Linked DNA regions of Sus scrofa: region 2 is linked to region 1. Evidence: chromatin contacts called from public HiChIP or PLAC-seq data. All regions are on one chromosome and are shown on one strand. Each heading gives the region's core, a stretch centred on a gene start, on an enhancer-like site or on the middle of the called end of the contact. The rest is flanking DNA. Distances are from core to core; before and after follow the strand shown.

The links. HiChIP or PLAC-seq counts read pairs in DNA pulled down with a chosen protein or histone mark.
Region 2: a contact with region 1 is called in an H3K27ac HiChIP or PLAC-seq map of alveolar macrophages. The contact joins the promoter of RXFP3 here to the promoter of TARS in region 1. A contact is called at or near these places in 2 of 47 Hi-C or Micro-C datasets (embryonic fibroblasts and skeletal muscle) and 2 of 2 datasets of contacts at active chromatin or transcription factors (alveolar macrophages and skeletal muscle).

The regions. Positions count from the first base shown.
Region 1 is chr16:19,453,769-19,457,340 of Sscrofa11.1, reverse strand. TARS (threonine--tRNA ligase, cytoplasmic) reads right to left here and starts at 2,047. Exons shown (of 20, transcript XM_021076644.1): 1 at 1,834-2,047. The coding sequence starts at 1,890.
Region 2 is chr16:19,946,926-19,950,497 of Sscrofa11.1, reverse strand. RXFP3 (relaxin-3 receptor 1) reads right to left here and starts at 1,602. Exons shown (of 1, transcript XM_005672411.3): 1 at 1-1,602.

The sequences.
Region 1 (3,572 bases), core at 798-3,297:
TCAATGATTTTTAGTATATTAACATTTGCCCAACTATCACTGTTTTCAATTTCATCACTCCAAAAGGAAACCCTGAACCCATTAGCCGTCATTCTCAGTTTCTCCCTCTCCCCAGCACTTGGCAACCACTAATCTTTCTGTCCCTATAGCTTTGACTATTCTAGGTATTTCATATAAATGGAATCATTCAATACGTGGTCTTTTGTGACCACATTTTTTGTGTGAGCTTTCACTTAGTACAATGATTTCAGGATGATCTGTGTTACATGTATCAGCATTTCATTCCTTTTTATTGTCATATAATATTCCTATTTATATTTATATTTACCCATGTGTCACTTGTGGACATATTGGTTGTTCCTTTCAATTTAACAAAACATGATTTGTGTAATTTCAAAAATAAAATTTTAAAATGTGACTATAAATTTCACGCTAATACTTTCCCCACTCTGGGATTCAGGATTTAATAAACTTTTAAGATTTAGTATAGCCAACAGCTGAACAATAAACACATCTTAAACCAATTCTAATCAGGCAAAGCACTAACCGACAGGAATATAAGAACACCTACATGCCTTCTCTATACTATAGGATTAGTGGAGTTCCCACTGTGGTGCAACAGAAACCCAGAATCCGATTAGGAACCATGAGGTTGCAGGTTCGATCCCTGGCCTCGCTCAGTGGGTTAAGGATCCTACGTTGCCTGCAAGCTGTGGTGTAGGCTGCAGGGGTGGCTTGGATCTGGCATGGCTGTGGCTGTGGCAGGGGCCGGCAGGTACAGCTCTGATTATACCCCTAGCCTGGGAACCTCCATGTGCTGCGGGTGCAGCCCTAAAAAGACAAAAAAAAAAAAAAAAATTAAAAAAAATACTATAGGATTAGCCATATCAGGTAAAAAGAAGGGGAAAAATTAATTGCAGGTCTGTCAGTGAAAATTTAAAATGGAAAGATAATTAAATAATTCTATTTTCCTGATTAAATGTTTTTGATTTTGATCCTATGGGTATTTGCTAAAAGAACAGAAGTAATGGAAAAGGAGAGAATTAACACCAAGGCTTTTATGTCTTCAAAATACCTCTCCATTTTACAAATGAGAATAGTGGCTGAAAGAAAGTAGATAATTCCCCATGTGTGCACAGCCGTTAAGTAGAACAGCCCAGGGACATTAAAATGGTACACAGAACAGACTGAGGATGTTCCTGATACTAAAGGGAAAGTTCAGAGCTGAAATGTTGAGCTTTTGCGAATGGGCTAAGTATTGCCTCCAGCACCAAGCAGGGAAGTGTGTAACTTCTCTAGAGTTTGTCAGCTGCGGTCACCCAGCCTCCATCACTTATTATAAACCACCCAAAGCTTGAGCAAGTTGGACCAGGTCTCGGTGACTAGGCTTTCCCTTCCTTAAACTGGGGATCTTACCCCTACGCGGTTTTAGAATTAAACGAGGCCCTGCAACATTCTTCCCAACTATGGTGAGCGAAAGACAGGAGTCTAGGAGTCTGTCCGGAGCCCTAGACTCTAATTCTGTCTTCGGCTTCTAGTTAGTTGTGTGACTCAAAGCAAGACACTCAAGATCTCAGTTTCTTCATATACAAAAGAGAATGGACCCTGAAAAGACCTGCAAGGCCTCGCTCTACTGTATGAATTTGAGTTTCCTCGCCAAAGGAGGCCCTGACTTACTCAGGAGCTCCATTGCCCCTCTCGGACTCCTCCACCCCCCTACACCGCACCCCCTACACGACCGGGGCCACTTCCTCCACCCCTGGCTCCCCGGTAAAGCAACGTGGGTACCGGGAGAGCCCAGCCCAACCTCCAGGCTCTACTCTGCCCACTCACCGGCTTCTCCTCGCCTCCCATCTTTCCTGAAGGACTGTGGGCTTTCTCCTCAGACATCGGCAAATCACCCCAAAGAAAAAAAAAAAAAAATCCAAAACGATAGGCTGCACAGGAGAGTGGACGACAGATAGAATTGGGCTTGAACGCCCGGAAATCCTCTGCTTGCGCCACTCGTGCCAGCTGATGCAATAGGAAAGCGCCCAAACTCCGCCTCCTAACTTGACGGGAGAAGCGGCAGCCAATCGACAAGGGGGAATGGCGGGCCCTCCTTTCTCTAAACCAATGAAAAAGCTTGTCGGGCTATAGTCCTTCTAAGAAATCAGAGTGAGGCAGGGGCAGGAGAAGAAACTGCAGACGTTAAACCCGCAGGCCTGCTTTTCCCAGGGTACCCGGCTTTTCCCAGATCCTAGAAGTCCGCAGTGCGCCTGCGCCTTCTTCTGGGTGACTCGGTGACTCGACCTATTATTCTAGGGCCTTTTCGGCCACCGTAGCGAGAGAGAGGAGCTAAGTTTAAGTTTCCGGGAAGTCTCGGCCACCTGAATATCATCCCTGCCGCTGGGGCCGGACTCCGGAAGAGTGGCCAGCGTTCCCTGCAGCTTCGGCGTCGCCTGACCTGGCCTGACTGCTGAGTTCTGGAGACTTCTCAGGGATCCCAAGTCTGTGGCAGTGAATCGAGTGAACCCTCCTCACTGCAATTCAGGATTCCCAAGACCCAGGCCTTGGTGATCCAGGAACGAGCGCCTTTGCTCGGAAGTTCATTAGTACATGTCACCGCCTACCTATATTGCATCAGAAAGCATTGAACATGCAGTGAAACTTTCAATTAAGGAAATAACCACTCCGACTCCACGGATTCTCCCGTAGAGGTCTCAGTGTTTCGAATCTCCTGGTCTACTTTCATTTATTTTACCAGCCAATTGAAAACCGTTACTAATTTGAAATCAGAAGTGCAGTGAGTTCGTCTATAGTTTATGACCATCACCAACTTACTCCATCACCAGGTTTTATAGATTTTACTTTATAAATATCAGTCCTTGACAACTTGACACCTTCAGGGTCGTCCTTCCGTGAAGATCAATAACCAATAGCCTCCTGACCCGACTTTCTGCATTCATTTTTCACATGGCACCAGAATACAATACAAATATGATCATGACAACCTCTTGCTTAAAACTCTTCTTCAAGGGACTTTCAGTATAAAAATAGCCAAAGCTTTGAAGGCCTCTGACTGCCCAACTTTTTCACTTCACCATGCAGTGAACGAGTGATCTTACTGTTTCTCAGGTGTGCTCCCACAGGTTTTTTTTGTACCTGCAGAGTTTATTCTCCCCATCCTTATCTCTTCCTGCTCCACATGCTTTTTGCCTACTTTGCACCTATGTTAGCTCTCAAGAATTGTTGTCTTAGGGGAACCATTTCTTGACCCTTACTGAATGGAGCAAGTCTCCCTGTTAGATCTTCCTGCAGCTGTCTTTATAGCACCTATCAGTTCAGTTTTACGATTATAAAGTTACTGATTGAAAGCTTCTCTAAAGCACAACTTGTGTATTTTTGCCAGCATCTAGCAGATATAAGCCTGGCATACAGTTAACATTCAATACGTGTTGAGGGAATTAATGCGTGTTGAGATAATCCTTGCTTGAAAAACTAACTTTGTTAATAAGAGTAGATTATTGGTAGTACTTTGTGGGTGTTTAAGAAGTTCCAAGAGTTATGCGCAATTTTATAGGCTTAAATAA
Region 2 (3,572 bases), core at 353-2,852, 490 kb before region 1:
GGCGCGCGGAGCTTGGCCTTGGGAGCGGGAGCTGCGCTCAGCGTCTGTGCGGGAGCGGAATTCGAGAGCAGAGGAGCAGAGTTCTTAAGGCAAGCAGTCGGCGTCCAGCCAAGGTTGGCGTCTCCGGGTCCCTACTGTAAAACTCAGACTTTCCTCCTTGCGTTTTCCGCTGTCACTTAGGCACGAGCGCATCCCACCCCGCCGCTCGAGAAGGCTATTGAGGGCCCGCCCCTTGCCTTTCAAATACCTTTGTCGATTTCCTCCGCAGCTGCTTAGATGAGGTTTCTGAAGAGAGTTTCGTCTACCTGGCTCTGACTCTCTGGAGGTCTTTCTATGCTGCCCTCTCTGCCTCGTGTCTCGGTCCCTCCGCTGTTGTCAACTCCCAGTGACTTGTCAGCGGCGTTCCCGCGAGTTATATCCCCACTCGCAGAGCCCAGGCTGCGGACTCCCAAGGAGCATGCGTCATCCCCAGCACAGCCAGAAGGGGCGCTTTCCGAGGTGCTGAACTTCGCCGCGTCCGCCGCGGGGGAGGGGGGTGGTGTTGCATAGCAGGCAAAGCACAGCTGCCAATTTCCCTTTTCCTCTTCAGTTTCGAAAGGAAATGGTCATAACCCTTTACTTACCTATGTGACTGAAGAAAGTCTGCTTTGATTTGCGATCGCTTTTATTGCCAAACAGAGCAAGCAGAATTCTTTCTTTCTCACTCCCAAATGCACGCTCTTCTGCCCATTTTTCTCTTTTAAAAACGAAGATAGTGGCTTCTTTTCATACCCAGACCTTAAATCAGATCGTGGGCTCTTGTTGAATACACAAACGCCAGCCCCACTTCCCCTTATTAATTAGCTGATCACTTTAATCGGTGCCTGGGATTGTCAGGATTTTCAAAGCGTCTTCACATAACAGAACTCTGGGTTCAGGTGTTGCCCTCTGCCTAGATGTATTCTGAGAACTGAAGCTAAGCAGAGCGTATAGTCGGTGCACCAACCTCACAGACAAGAGATGGTTAGCTCTCAGCCCAGAGTTCTTCAACCTACTGCTTACTCACCACCACACTCTCTTTACCTTGATGCAGTTGGAATAGAGAATTTCATAGGGCTGTCTTTGGACCACCAGCCCCTTATTTCCAACACTATTATAATCAAAACTCTTTAACAGGTGTTTTTTGTTTGTTTGGTTGGTTTAGACCAATGAAGTAAATTCCAAGGAATCTTTTTAGTTCCTTTGGGCAAGGGGAGCTAATATAAACCATTTGAATTACTTATTAAATTGCAGTTTATTTAAGTGCCAGATCAACTGCTCTGGTGTAACATGTACACTTCTTAGGATGAACTCAAGAAATTTGAAATGTTCTCCTCACTGTCTGAGACGTATTAAATTGCAGTTTATTTAAGTGCCAGATCAACTGCTCTGGTGTAACATGTACACTTCTTAGGATGAACTCAAGAAATTTGAAATGTTCTCCTCACTGTCTGAGACGAAACTGTAACAAGAGTATCTTAAGCATAATTGTCCTCATTCCTGCAGAACTGGGAACTCTACCTAGAGAGATAAAGAGATTATGACTTTAAGGCATAAGAGAGAAAAAACCATAGTGAAAAAGAAACGTGGTACCCAAAACATATGAAGGGAAATGGAAACAATCTTAATTCTTTTTTATGTGTTTATTTTTATTTTTTATGTTTTGAATAATTTTTGTAAAAATTTATTATAGTTGATTTACAATGTTCTGTCAATTTCTGCTATACAGAAAAGTGACCCAGTCTCACACACACACATATACATACATAGATGTATACACATTCTTTTTCTCATATTATCTTCTATCATGCTCTATCACAAATGAACAATCTTAATTCTTAAATGAGAACACAGTTCCAGAGAACACACTTCACTGTAGTCTCTGGACTGCTCCGCTTGCCCGCTGGAGGGCGCCAGGGCTTTAATAAAAACGAAAACCAAACCAAACCACAGCCCTCCTGCAGTTCTAATCTGGAGAAGCTCAGCCTTGCTCTGAACCATTACATAGGTTGCGAACCCCATTACATAGGTTGTGAACCCCATTCCCATAGTAGTCTCATCTTCAAGCTCACTCCTCACTCCGGTTTTTGCTAGCTCTTTCTCAAACAATTTTTTTTTTTTTAATCTCTCCTTTAGTTAAAAAAATGTCAAGGTTTTTTCCTTGAAAAACAAGGAAGTCTAGGGCACACATGGAAAGCCCTTTGCCTCATTTTCTTTGTGCGTACATGGGAGGAATTGTGATTTTCAAATAGTCTGAGGATAGGTGCTGAGCAGGTGGGGAGCTTGCTGAAATATAATTTGCAGCTCTCTTCCCAGCCCCATGCAACTGCAGAGGTTCTGCTTCTCAGTGGAGTTGAAAGGGGCCCAACAATCTACATTGTAGCAACCCTCTTCCAGATGATACCAATTTTCTCCCAAGTTTGGGAATTTCTGGGTTAACTTTTATTCCTTTCCTAACTCTCCACGTGAAATAACTTAAGTCCCAAAGAAGAATCAATGTCCCATGATGGTCAATTACACAGTAAGATCGGAAGCAAAGGAAGAGAAAGAGGTCTTGCTGAGTTTTTTTAAAATCACATCTAGGCCTGACAGTGACATCTTCACTGTAGGATGGACTCCTACAATGTGCTCCTGAGGTCTCCCAGGCCTTGAGTTCTTGGCCAGCAAGACTCACAGTGAGACCCCAGGAGAGGCTGTTCCCAAGAGTGACGCCCAGAGAACACTTTCGGAGTGCTTCCGAGCCTCGAATGCTCTTCATTTCCCAATCTGTTGTCTGAAAATCAACTGCAGATCCTGTGCAGGAATGTATAGTATCGCTCAACTAAGCCTGTCTTATTGAAGCAAAAAATCCTTTTTCAAAAAATTCTTTTCCCACATGACCTAAAGATATTTTACTCGTTTACCTTAAAGCATGGACCGTGTTTTTCTAAAACAGCATCTAAAAGATTCAGAGGGAGAAGCATATTAGTCCCAGCCAAATTTCATTTAAGTCTACTGTTAAAACATTGCTAAAATCTTACCATATAAATTCCTAATGGAAAATCTGGAAAATTGACAATGTTGTCCACTTATATGTGGATCCCTAAGGATCTACCTTATGGAAAAATTAAAAGAGGGGCTTTCTTAGTTGTCTGGTTTTAAACCAGCCCATACCCCTTCCCCCACCCCATTAATCTAAATGTTTGTCAAGTTTTATTGCTGTGGATCCACACACGCCACTCTCTTTTCCCGAGTTACTGCCTTTGCTAAAGATATTCTTATGAAAGTTCTTCCTCTGTTCTCTTCTCTCACTTCTCCCAACTCAACATATTTCAATATTACTTGTACTGTTTAATATTACTGGCAAGAGTCTATTTTTTTTTTTTTTTTGGAAAGCTTTCTTTCTTTCTTTCTTTCTTTCTTTCTTTCTTTCATCCATCTTTTTGCCATTTCTTGGGCCACTTCCGTGGCATATGGAGGTTCCCAGGGTAGGGGTCTAATCAGAGCTGTAGCCGCCAGCCTACGCCAGAGCCACAGCAACTCGGGGTCCGAGCCGCCTCTGTGACCTACACCAC